Regions from separate parts of the Rattus norvegicus genome. Here regions 2 and 3 are each linked to region 1. The links are chromatin contacts, called in public Hi-C maps. All regions are on one chromosome and are shown on one strand. The core of a region is the stretch at or near the end of the contact, and the rest is flanking DNA. Distances in the headings are between cores, read along the strand shown. Region 1 holds the start of Klf6 (KLF transcription factor 6). Region 2 has its middle 460 kb from the start of Klf6. Region 3 has its middle 340 kb from the start of Klf6.

Region 1 (3,623 bases), core at 780-3,279:
ATCTCTATTATGTCCAAGTAAATTCACTCTTGTAAAAATAAACTATGCAAATCTTCTATTTAACTGGCAGTGCTTTTAAGAGACCGGGAATTTCTTTTTCTTTTCTTTTCTTTTCTTTTCTTTTCTTTCTTTCTTTTTTTTTTTTTTTTACATTCTGTGGGAATGTAAGGGAATGTGTTAAAATGATGACTAATCGTCTATCCACCAAGGCAAGTTTCAATATCTTCATTATGACACCCCGAAGGTTTCCCAGCCTCCTCTAGGCTTATTAAAGCCCTCACTTAGTCAGAGCCTTCTACTTTCACCCTAATCCTTTACCATGAGTTCTGTGGAGCTGGCTTTCATTCATAGATTTGATGTAATTCTCGCTTCCTTGGTTTATTCCAAAGTCACATGCTTGCTGCTAATTATAAAGCTCTTTCCTATATAAGGGCCGCCCTGGGAAGTTGGTGCGACCTATGCATGTGTATCCTAAAGCTATTTCTATTTCCTTCAGGGAAACAGAATTCAGGCACATAACCCAGTAAGGGACAGGTCTGCTTCTTTGTCACTAGGGTAAATGAAGACCAATGGTCACCTCCATATAATCCATACAATAGGCATTGTAAGATAACTTTTCCCATCTTTGCGCTCATAACTAAGCCTGCCTACAAATCCGTCAAGCCTATACATGCATCTTTCCAAGACCTCATAAATGAAATATGAAAACTCTCTTCAACTTATTTTACACGTTTGATAACTTTTAAAAGGATACTGTTCATTAAATATTATTTTCGAAGTTATTATAATTGGAATTTTATTCAAAACTTTTAGCTGCTCTTTCCTCCTTTTTTTTTTTTTTTTGGTTTTTCCTTTTAAATGAATATCATGGTGTGCTTTGGGAGACAATTCATATGAAAAACAATTCAAATTGTTTACGCGACAATGGGAAAGCCTGTTAACCTTCGTGAGACATCTTGGAGACTGCCTTCTAAAAGATAAACACATTTCTACCCCATTAGCAGCAGAATCTGCATCTTCTTTGAATTAAAACTGTGTGCATCAAGTAAAGGGATTTTTTTTTAAGCTGTAAGTGTCCAGCTCTCCAAGTCGGGGTGGCGGTGGCGCCGGGTCAGCGATGCGATCTTGATCTTAAAAGCTGCACTTCCAACTTAGAGTAGGTAAAATTCATTCCTGAGAACTGAGTGTATCTGACACACAGGTCAGGTAGGGCGCTTTTGAGATGCTCTGGCTTTTCCCCCTCCGCCTGCGTAGGAAGTGGGGGTATTTTAGTTTCAGGCTCCTGTCATCCTCCACCCCAGGGATCCAGACAGAAACTACCACACAGTGACTCTAGAGCACCAAGTCCCCCTGCTGTTCGGTCATTTGGTCCCATTGCCACACGGGGACATAAGGGCATGTTTGCTCCTACCCCGGGGCACCTCTGCATCTCTGAGTACGGAGGGGACTCGGGACAAAGAGAGAAATCGGGGGATCAAGGAGAATGGAGGGCCAGGGAAGGATCCGGGAACACGGGCCACTATCGGGAGGAATGAGGGGGATTGGGCATATGTCTGCTCCCTTGATTTGCTGGGTACCGGTCCGGGTGACCGGATCAGAAGGTGCAACCGAGCAGCCGGGCGGCGGGGACAGGTGCCCGGTTGCCCCGGCCAGGTTCCCCTAGCTCCGGCCGCTCCGGCCGCACTTCTACAACGTTAGGCTGTGCACCTCCCAGCGCCGACTCCTTCGGCGCGCCGTAGCCCTCGCCTTATATACCCTGCTAAAAATAGCCTGCGAGACGTCTTTCCAATCAGCGCAGGCCGAGTTCGAATTGCACCAATAGGAAGGCCTTTAATGGAGAGGCTCGGTCACGCCAGGCGGGGCCGCTGTGTGACCGCACCGGCGATTGGTGCGAGCTGACATCATCGTCGCGCAGCCCCCGGGACAGGAGCGGCAGGATTGGGTACCGTGGGGGGCGGAGCTCCAAGCTGGTCACGTGGGGGGAGGAGGAGTGGGGGGAGCCAAGCGGGGGAGGAGGGGGGAGGCTGGCAGCGGAGCTTTGAATAGGGAAGTTTTGCAGGGGTTACGCTTGCAGTCAGTCCGCTGTTTGCAAATATTGCGTGGGCTCGGCGCGCTGCGGGCTGCGGGAGGGTCCGGACCCGGCGTCCGATTGCAGCGCCATCCAGTTTGCATGAAACTTTCACCTGCGCTCCCGGGAACAGTTTCTGCTCCGACTCCTGATCGTTCACCTCCCTGTTTTCCCGACAGCGGGGACTGTCTTTTCCAACCCGACATGGATGTGCTCCCAATGTGTAGCATCTTCCAGGAACTACAGATTGTGCACGAAACGGGCTACTTCTCGGCTCTGCCGTCCCTGGAGGAATATTGGCAACAGGTAAATACGGATTTTTTTTTTTTTTCACCTGCCCGGTGCGCCGAGGAGGGAGTTGCGCGGAGGAGCAGGCAAGATGGTGTGTACTTGGAAGTGCATCTTTTTTAATGATGATTAGCATTTGCCTAATTTAAAATAAAATAAAATAATGATCTTAAGATGTCCTTCTGCTGCTTGGAATGGTGAAGGCACTGTAGAGCGAGCCTTCGGGAGCGAGGAGTAGAGTTGTCATTTGTGTGGAGGCGAGCTCTCCTTCCCAGTACGTTTTTATTTCTTCGTTTTTGTTTCATTTTTGCTAATTCCGAGCTTCCGAGCAGCATACACCTGAGGGGGGGACCCCAGATTCCTCTGGCCGATCCAGACCTGAACCATTGGCACAACTTTGGGGCTTGTACCAGTTCCAAACTCCACAGCTGGACCCTGTCATATGAACGAGCTTGCCTTGACTGCCAAAAGATTTGATTTAAGGATTTTGGTTTTGTTTTGATATTTGTACATCCAATTTTTTAAAAAAGTCTTAAGATATTGCTCGCGGAACGCAGCGGTTCTTTTTGAACTCAAGGCCATTTACAGTTTCTTTTTCTTCTGGATAATGTCTTAGCATTCACGTATGTCTGCCTTGTTTTTCTTACCTGCTTTTCTTGTTGACTGCGCGGCGGGTGTGTGTGTGTGGGGGTGCTGTTTGCACACAAGTGACTTGTCAGTCATATGACAATGAGTCCATTCCTAGTTGCTTCGGTTCTTACTTTGGGCAAGAAAAATCTCCAATTCCGGCATTTAAGTGGAACTAGAATTTGGGGCAACGGAAATAAAAGAAACACCCCTTCCCCCTTCTAAGTCTTAGGATTCTGTGAGTGGCAAAAATATATATATTCTCAAACACTTTTACCATTGTCTTTAAAACCATGATGATTCCGTGACCATCTCTCTACCCTTCTGGGCTGGCTTTTTTTTTTTCCTCCAAGTGAATTAGCAGATGAAATATATTCCGTGGGTTTCACAACCTCCCAGGCTTTAAAACGCAGGGAAAGCGAAGTGTTGGCTGAAACCTCCACATGCCGGCTTAATTGTTCACAATCCTCTCTGCCTTTCTCTCCCCCTCCCCATTTTTCCTCCTCAAAGAAGCTGCTCCCTGGGACGTGATTGAAATTGATCTTAGTAGTTTCCTTTAGGCTTTTGGGATTTGGGCAACTAGCCAGACTTGGCTCCTGGTCCCCTTCAGAGCCTTTTAAACTCCCAGAGAGCTTTGGTC
Region 2 (3,623 bases), core at 490-2,989, 460 kb before region 1:
AAAAACAAAGCAAATGAAATGTGTGTCCTCAGTTCATTTAGAGGATCACTCTGAGTCAAGAGAAGCATAAGCTAGGTTTACCTCAGTGTAAGAATCTGGATGCACACAAAGAGAATCACTGTGTTGCCAATAAGAGGAGGCGAGGGGTCACTGTGGAAAGCACATGGTAGTTAGAGCCTATTTTCTTACAGCTCACCTCCATAAATGGAATCATACTTGTCATCTCCAGGAGATGCTCTTAGTCTTATGTTGTGGTAATTGTACTTTTCTTGCCTATGATGCTCATGGTATCTACTGATGAATATCTATTTCTTAGAAAACAACAGATTTTTTTTCTAAATTGCGTGCATAAATTCACTCAGTCAGTAAATAAAAGTATCTAAAGGATTCACTCAGAAAACAGAAAAGGAATTATTTTATTTGAAAAGCTCCTAGTTCATAATACAGATTTACTTCTGTGGCCACTTGACAAGCTTTGAATGAAAACTGTGACAGCATCATTATGAGTTTATAACCATTCTCTTCCTCCCTAATTGTATGTCAGTGACAATCTATTGTCATCACGGTGACAACCAGGACCGCCATCTTAAAAGTCAATCATTTCTCTGCAACGCAGCAGTTGCTATTCATGCATAAGAGATGACATATACTAAATTGTTTCTTTAGGAACAGAATTATTAGAAGGGATAATGAATGAATCTATCATATTACTTAACTATCTGTGTGTAAGTTCAGTACTATAGGAAGCTCAATCCTGTGTTGCTCTCTTTTTTATTGAATCTATATAATAAAATATCTGAAATATTATCCTGCTTCGATTTGCCAAAGAAAAGAATGTTGAATTGGAGAAATAGCCCATTCCAGTATCAGAGGGAAATTATAAGACTCATATTGAAAAAGATTTCTTAAGTGAAATTGTAGAATTTCTAGTCATGTGAATCAAAAGCACATTTTTATCCACTGTTATATAAAAATCATCTTTAACTAAAAATTTTAAGCCCAGCATTAATATATTATTATATCCAGAATATACAAAATTCAAGAGAAAAGAAGATATACTGTGGTTTGCTTCAAATGTTTTTGTGATTTGGAAATAAAACATCTCCCATAGGCTCCTATGATTTTGTGTTTGGTCCTGAGGTTCTAGACCTACTTTTAAGATTGTAGATCTTTTAAAGGTTGTACCTAGGAACAGGAAGTAGATTTCTAGATTGCTAGTAGATTTCTTGGCCTTGACGTTTATAGCTCAGCTCAACCTTCTGGATTCCTATGCTTTCTATGTGTCAATGTGAGCAAGCCTTTACCCCAAACTCTACCACCATGATGGGTTATAGCCCATAACCTGTGAGGTAAATAAACCCCTCACCCCTCGAGTTGCTCCTCATCAGGTATCTGGCTACAGACATGAGTAAAGTTACTAATGGAGAGTGTTACTTGAAAATAAAATGAGGTATGTTACTTGGTAGAAAAAAATCTTTTACAGCGACTATGTTCATAGTATTAGAATCTGATGATGCAATTCCAGCAGAGCTGTGAAACTGTCTCTTCTCAGGGACTCCCACGGTCTGGAATTGTTTTCAGAATAACAGGAAAGGGAAGAAAGTTGAATAGAGAGCCCATCTGCTTCTAATTCAGCATTCCCAAAAAACTGTTGTGCACGAACTCCAAAACAGAAAGCCACGTTAAATTGTTTCTAATTTTAGTCAGCAAGTAAGTAGAAAGTCCAAAGGTGGCGCTTCCTCTCTTTCAAAATACTACTTGCCCATGGTTACTAGACAGCCTGTAGCCATGGTCCCTGCTAAGGGTAAGCCAAAGACAAAGACTTTTAAGTTGATCATTTTGGATTATCTAAGAAGTCTCTTCGACTAAATGTCTTGCTTAACTTTGTCCAATCTAGAATAAAGTATTTTTCTTAGGCTTCACATTTGGTGGGCATGTGTGTGTGTGGATTTGCCCTTCCATTGGCCTTGCTGCTTTTCTCCAGGTTTGTGTACTCACAGACTACCCATTCCGGGCTTCCCTTCTACCAGACTGTGCCCTAAGTTTGCTGTAAGTTTGGGATGAGTGTAACCATATACTTAGCACAAAATTAAGGTCAGCTTGGTTGTTAATTCTCCACTTCTATTCTCTTGGACGTTTGGTCCTATGCAATTCTGGTTCAAAGAGTAAAGAAATATATATATATATATATATATATATATAATATATATATATATATATATATATATGATCCTTGTAAAATTTGCAGACTAGTCTAACCTAATATTCAAAAGCATTTCATTTTGCAAGATAGATGTGATTTCAAAATACCTGTGAAATACTGTGAACATGAGGTTCTAAGCATAATGTGGAATTTATATCCATCCACCACAATAGTTTTATAGGATACAAAGTTGCTCTTAAATACTAACTGACCTGTAGACATACAGGAAATAATCAAGACTTAGGAAAGCATGTAACATTGAAAATAAGATCAAAATCAGACAAAACAAATCAACCAAAGCCAACAAACCTAATTTTCCTCAAGTTCTGGCACTAAATTGTCAAAATAAGAAGGATGCGAATGATATGATACATCTTGGATTCAGCAATTAATTATACAGTCAATTAATTTTTTACTTGTAATTGAAAAAATAACCAAGCCACATCCGTAAAGAGCCTAAGTGTGTGTGATTGGTGCACAGGATCTGGGTGATGTCCTTCCTTCCTCCCTTCATACATTCAAATTAAATTAATGCCACTTGTGAATTAATGAAATACATTTGAAGCACTTTCCACAACCATGAAGGACAGAGCACCAAGCCTTCCTAAAGCCAAAAGACCGCTGTCAGGTTTCATGTGTGTTGTCAGTTTATAATTCATTTAAAAAGTAAAATGTCTTGGCATTTTCTTCTAAATTATTTTTAAATTCGCACACCATATTGACTTCCTCTGAGTCAAAACTGATGCCTCTTTTACTTCATTTGCGCAATGTAGGATAAACTGTATATTGAATACAATGGGAGCTATACGTATGATTTCAATGTCTCTATAATACACAGTTATTTTTATAAATGAATACTGCTACCACGAAAAACGGCTTTTGGCCTGTGATTACTAAAACAGACACTATATTTAAAGATATATGGCATTTATATTATATTTATATGAGATACTTCTAAATATAATTTCTAAATGTCACATTTGTTTCTTTTCTTCACAAACTTAAATATCGTGGATATTCATTAAAAAATGCTTTCTCTAATCTGGAAAGCTGGAAATGCATCCTAGGAACTCCAAGTTTAGTTAACTACAATTATGCAAACAAAAACAAAAACAAAAGCCCAAAAGTTGCATACCAATTTAAGAAAAATTATATCTTGACTTCAAAACTCGCAGAGCATAATATGATCAATTTCTCTTTATTTACTTAAAGGAAAATAAGTCACAGGATTTAAAATAACTCATAACCCTTAATGGGTTTATGGTTTTTTTAAAGTGATTTAATACTCTGTAATAAAATGTTCACTATATCAGTAATAAATGAAAGTTAAGGAATTTTGTAGTAGGTGGCTTAGCCATTCACATGAAATGGATTGATATTTCCACACTGATTCATTCCTAGTATGCTATGTGAGTAGAAA
Region 3 (3,623 bases), core at 805-3,304, 340 kb after region 1:
CGATGCTTGCTTGTAAGCCCAGCACAAACGAGGTTGAGGCAGGAGGATCCTGATTCGAGATCAGCTTAGTCTACACAATGAAATGTGTCTTAACAAAATGGCTAGAAAGGGGAAGAGGAAAGGTAGGCAGGAAAGACAAAGAGGAAATGGGAAGCAGGAAAGGGGGAAGGAAAGGGAAAATGTTCTCCTGGAAACACAGCTCTAGGGATACAAAAAGAAAAGTACTCTTCTGAACAGCAGCCACGGCTGGACAGAAATGCAGGGAGCCGTATTTAACTAAGAGCACTGCTGTGTATCTTGGGAGAAAATAGTAGTTTGATGCGCTCAAAGAAAGATCTACCTTGAAATAGACAGCCTGAGCAAACTTTCTACCTTCCTTGAGTCCCTCTACACTCTGAGACACTATAGGATGTTCACAAACAAAACATTTATAGACTTTTATACATGACTAAAAATGTAATTTCAAACATTTTTCATTGGAGCAGAAGGACTTTCACTCCGGGACTCTTGTGAGGAGAAGGCAGGGCGGCATGAGACTTCAGATATAGTACAAGTAACAGCAAAGGGACATGAGACATTTGGATGAAACCTGGACTAGCATCAGGGAAAGGACTTTCATAGAACAGCCCCTGCTTCAGTCAATCAGAAACATCTTAGAGCAGTGACAGGTGGCCTTGAACTTGGCACTCAAAAACAAGACCGTTGAAATGCTGTGCCAATCACCCTCTGGTTTTGGCTTCACGCTTACACAACTCAGATTCCAAAAATATTTGTTTTGCTTCCTAGTTAAAAATAAATAAATAAAATTCCCTTTTAGAACTCAGTGCATAGCTTGCCCTAGAAAAAAAAATACCATCATATGGTCTGCAATCTGTTGCTAGGGACTGAAGTCTCTCCACTTAGTATGGGACTCTGAAGCCTGTTTCTGAGTCTTTACTCCCAAAAATGAGGGTCATCAAATGAACCTCTCTCACCAGGACCAGGAGTTGCCGGACTTTAATCCCAGATACCTGGGAGGCTGAGGTAGAAGAACTGTGAATCCAAGATTTGCCCACACTACAGAGTGAGTTCAATGCCATGCTGGGCAAATCAGTGAGACACTGTCTCAAAATAAAAAAGCATCAATAAGGTTTAGTACTCACCTAGCATGTTTAAGGCTCTAATTTCAATCCCCAGTGTTTCAAATACATAAATGTAAATAAGTACAAGTATATGCAGTAGAAAAGCTTTTCTACATGGTTGAGATGCAGTCACACCGGCGGCAGAAACCTTGGCATAGCTTTTCAACCTCTCTGACTGAGACGAAGCACACGCTGGAAACCAGGCTGCTGCTCCTGTAGCCAGTGTGAAACAACTCAAGCCATCTTAAATTCTAGTCCTCTGAGCTTCTTTATTGTTAAAAACTTGGAAGCTAACGTCAAGTCAACCCACCCCACCCCCAACAATCCCCAGGGAGGATTTCCTACATGTCTGCGTTGACCTATTGGCAAATAGAAACCCAGTATAGGGGCAAAAGGAGAGGCTTGGCCACATGTATTTCGAAAGGTATGATCTCCAGCCATGCTATGAAAACATCAACATTGCCTCCCCCACCCCCGGAAGCTGGGGAGGAAATAAGTTCTTCAGCTCACTGCTATAAGCAAAACATTAGGGGTTCCTCACCTCTGTCTACGGCATGGCAAATTCCTCAAATATCCCCTCAGATTGTGTGAACCCCTACACTTCCAGAGAATTAGAGGAGGGCTGGAGCCAAACCAAAGCAGTGTTGTCCAGCTGAGCGCCACCCTGTAGGGACCATTAGTTTCCAAAACGAAGGCAGAGGATGCATTGAGGAGGAAGGCCTCCATCAACACTCTCCCTGCTTTCCTCAGTGGGAAAAGTTAGTTCAAGCTGGACTCTAAAAAAGATTAGAGGAGCCACGGTGGTTTGTCTGCCCGAATTCTCTTCTCGAGCTTTTTTTTTGGCTGTTAGCGATGGCTCAATGAGTCATACAGTTCACAAGCAATTTTCACAAAGGGAAACACCTCTCTACGTGAAATATGATTCTCCTCTGAAGACAGACTGTGTCAAAACAACGGTTGACTCATCACTTGCTGCGAGCCTTCAGTGTTTCCTACTGGAGCCTGCACGGAGGATTGGCTTTTAGCTGTGAGCCCTCTGAAAGGCAAGCCTGTTAAAAATCAACAAGCCAAATCTCCTTGGGCTTCCCTCTCAGTAAACCAATTACTACCTACCCTTTGCGCAGGATTGGGGCACAGGAAGCCTCACCTGATTGGGGTGTTTAGAGAGCAAAGTGCCTAGCTGAGTTTAGAGAGAAGTCAAGAAGAATAGTGGTGGTTGGGTGAGGGAGGTTCGAGGGGGACGGAGGGAGATAGAAGAGAAGGGGCCAGCAGAAGAGGAAAAGGAAAGGGGGGAAAAACAAAAATAGAAAAGGGGAATAAGCTGCTTAAGGAAACGGAACTGCCTTCCTCCATGAGAAGCCATGTTAATAAATAAGCCAATGAAGAAGTAAGTTGTGGAGGCAGAACAAACCTGAAGATGCCTGGGCTTACAAGCCCGCCTAGTCTGCTGTGGTAAATTCCAATCCAAGGAGAGACTGATGAAAACAAGGGAATAGCTGTCAGAGACATTACATCCAAGCGTGTTCTCTGGCTTGCACTCTCACAGACCACATGTGCATACACACACCATGTGCACACCTGCGTACACACAAACCACTGCCATCGCAGAAGAACGAGCCCAGAAAAGAAATTAGAACTGAGGGGCAAAAAAAAAAAAAAAAGAAAGAAAAAGAAAAAGAAAAAGAAAAAGAAAAAGAAAAAAAGGAGAAAGAGGAGGAAGGGAAAAGATGGAAAGGCAGAGGGGAAAAAAGGGCTAGTTTGGCTACCACAAAAATGTGGTAAGGATAAGGTTAAGTCATGGGTGGAGTTTTGTTCTGTGGTTCTGATCCTCAGAAATCATTTTAAGCAATACATTGCTAACTGGTCTTATCTAATATGTAAATGTCAACACCCATCAGTTTGCCTCTTGTCAAACACGCAGAGCAGCAAAAGCATTTGTATTTCTCCTACAGGGTTAAAAAATTCAGGGCTTCCCACTAATCAGCAGTCTTTCCTGGGCAGCCCGGACCATTCACTTTGTCCCAGGACTTATTTGTAACTGAAGCCGAGAGCCTTTTTCTCCAAAGAAAGAAGGATCCTATGCTGAGTGTCAGTCAGATGTGGTCAGGGCTGGTTTGGGTTAGATGATTCAGCTGTTTTGTGTGTATGCGTGTGTTTCTCAAGATGCTTTCTGATACTCCTGACAAAAAAATATCTTGTGTGATCTTGTAACAAATTAAACAAAAAGACAAGCCACGGAGGGCTGACTATTTGAAAAGCCGAAACCACAAAAACCTCAGATTCCTGCTGACCTTCCAGGAGGAAGACCTGGCTGGAACTTCAGTTAAATTGTAACTTTCACGAATTCCAGCTCAGTCCGTTCATTCCTTTTGGGAGCTTAATGAGAACTAGCTGGAGGGAGACCTGGCGGCATTTCTAATTACCCTAAGGTTCATTGTACTAAATATCTTTAAAGGATTTAAGGCAAATGTCCCATCTCGGTGGCCTGTATCCAGAGGCCTC

What was found. A called contact is a pair of places that touch in the nucleus more often than the background predicts.
Region 2: a contact with region 1 is called in a Hi-C map of liver, with 4 times the contacts expected there. The contact joins the enhancer-like site here to the promoter of Klf6 in region 1. A contact is called at or near these places in 4 of 12 Hi-C or Micro-C datasets (kidney, liver and psoas muscle).
Region 3: a Hi-C map of frontal cortex shows a contact between it and region 1, with 2.5 times the contacts expected there. The contact joins the enhancer-like site here to the promoter of Klf6 in region 1. A contact is called at or near these places in 6 of 12 Hi-C or Micro-C datasets (the A7r5 cell line, the Rat2 cell line, Schwann cells and 3 more) and 1 of 1 datasets of contacts at active chromatin or transcription factors (oligodendrocytes).

The regions. Positions count from the first base shown.
Region 1 is chr17:69,456,884-69,460,506 of GRCr8, reverse strand. It overlaps Klf6 (KLF transcription factor 6), which reads left to right and starts at 2,029. Exons shown (of 4, transcript NM_031642.5): 1 at 2,029-2,374. The coding sequence starts at 2,171.
Region 2 is chr17:69,917,402-69,921,024 of GRCr8, reverse strand. No RefSeq gene overlaps it. Among named protein-coding and RNA genes, the nearest start is that of Klf6, 460 kb to the right of the region's middle. Within about 2 kb of position 1,739, at least 8 of the 93 cell types and tissues checked have an H3K27ac peak or open chromatin away from gene starts, as enhancers often do. A contact at or near this core is called in kidney and liver, where this site is marked.
Region 3 is chr17:69,114,777-69,118,399 of GRCr8, reverse strand. No RefSeq gene overlaps it. Among named protein-coding and RNA genes, the nearest start is that of Klf6, 340 kb to the left of the region's middle. Within about 2 kb of position 2,054, at least 19 of the 93 cell types and tissues checked have an H3K27ac peak or open chromatin away from gene starts, as enhancers often do. A contact at or near this core is called in the A7r5 cell line and Schwann cells, where this site is marked.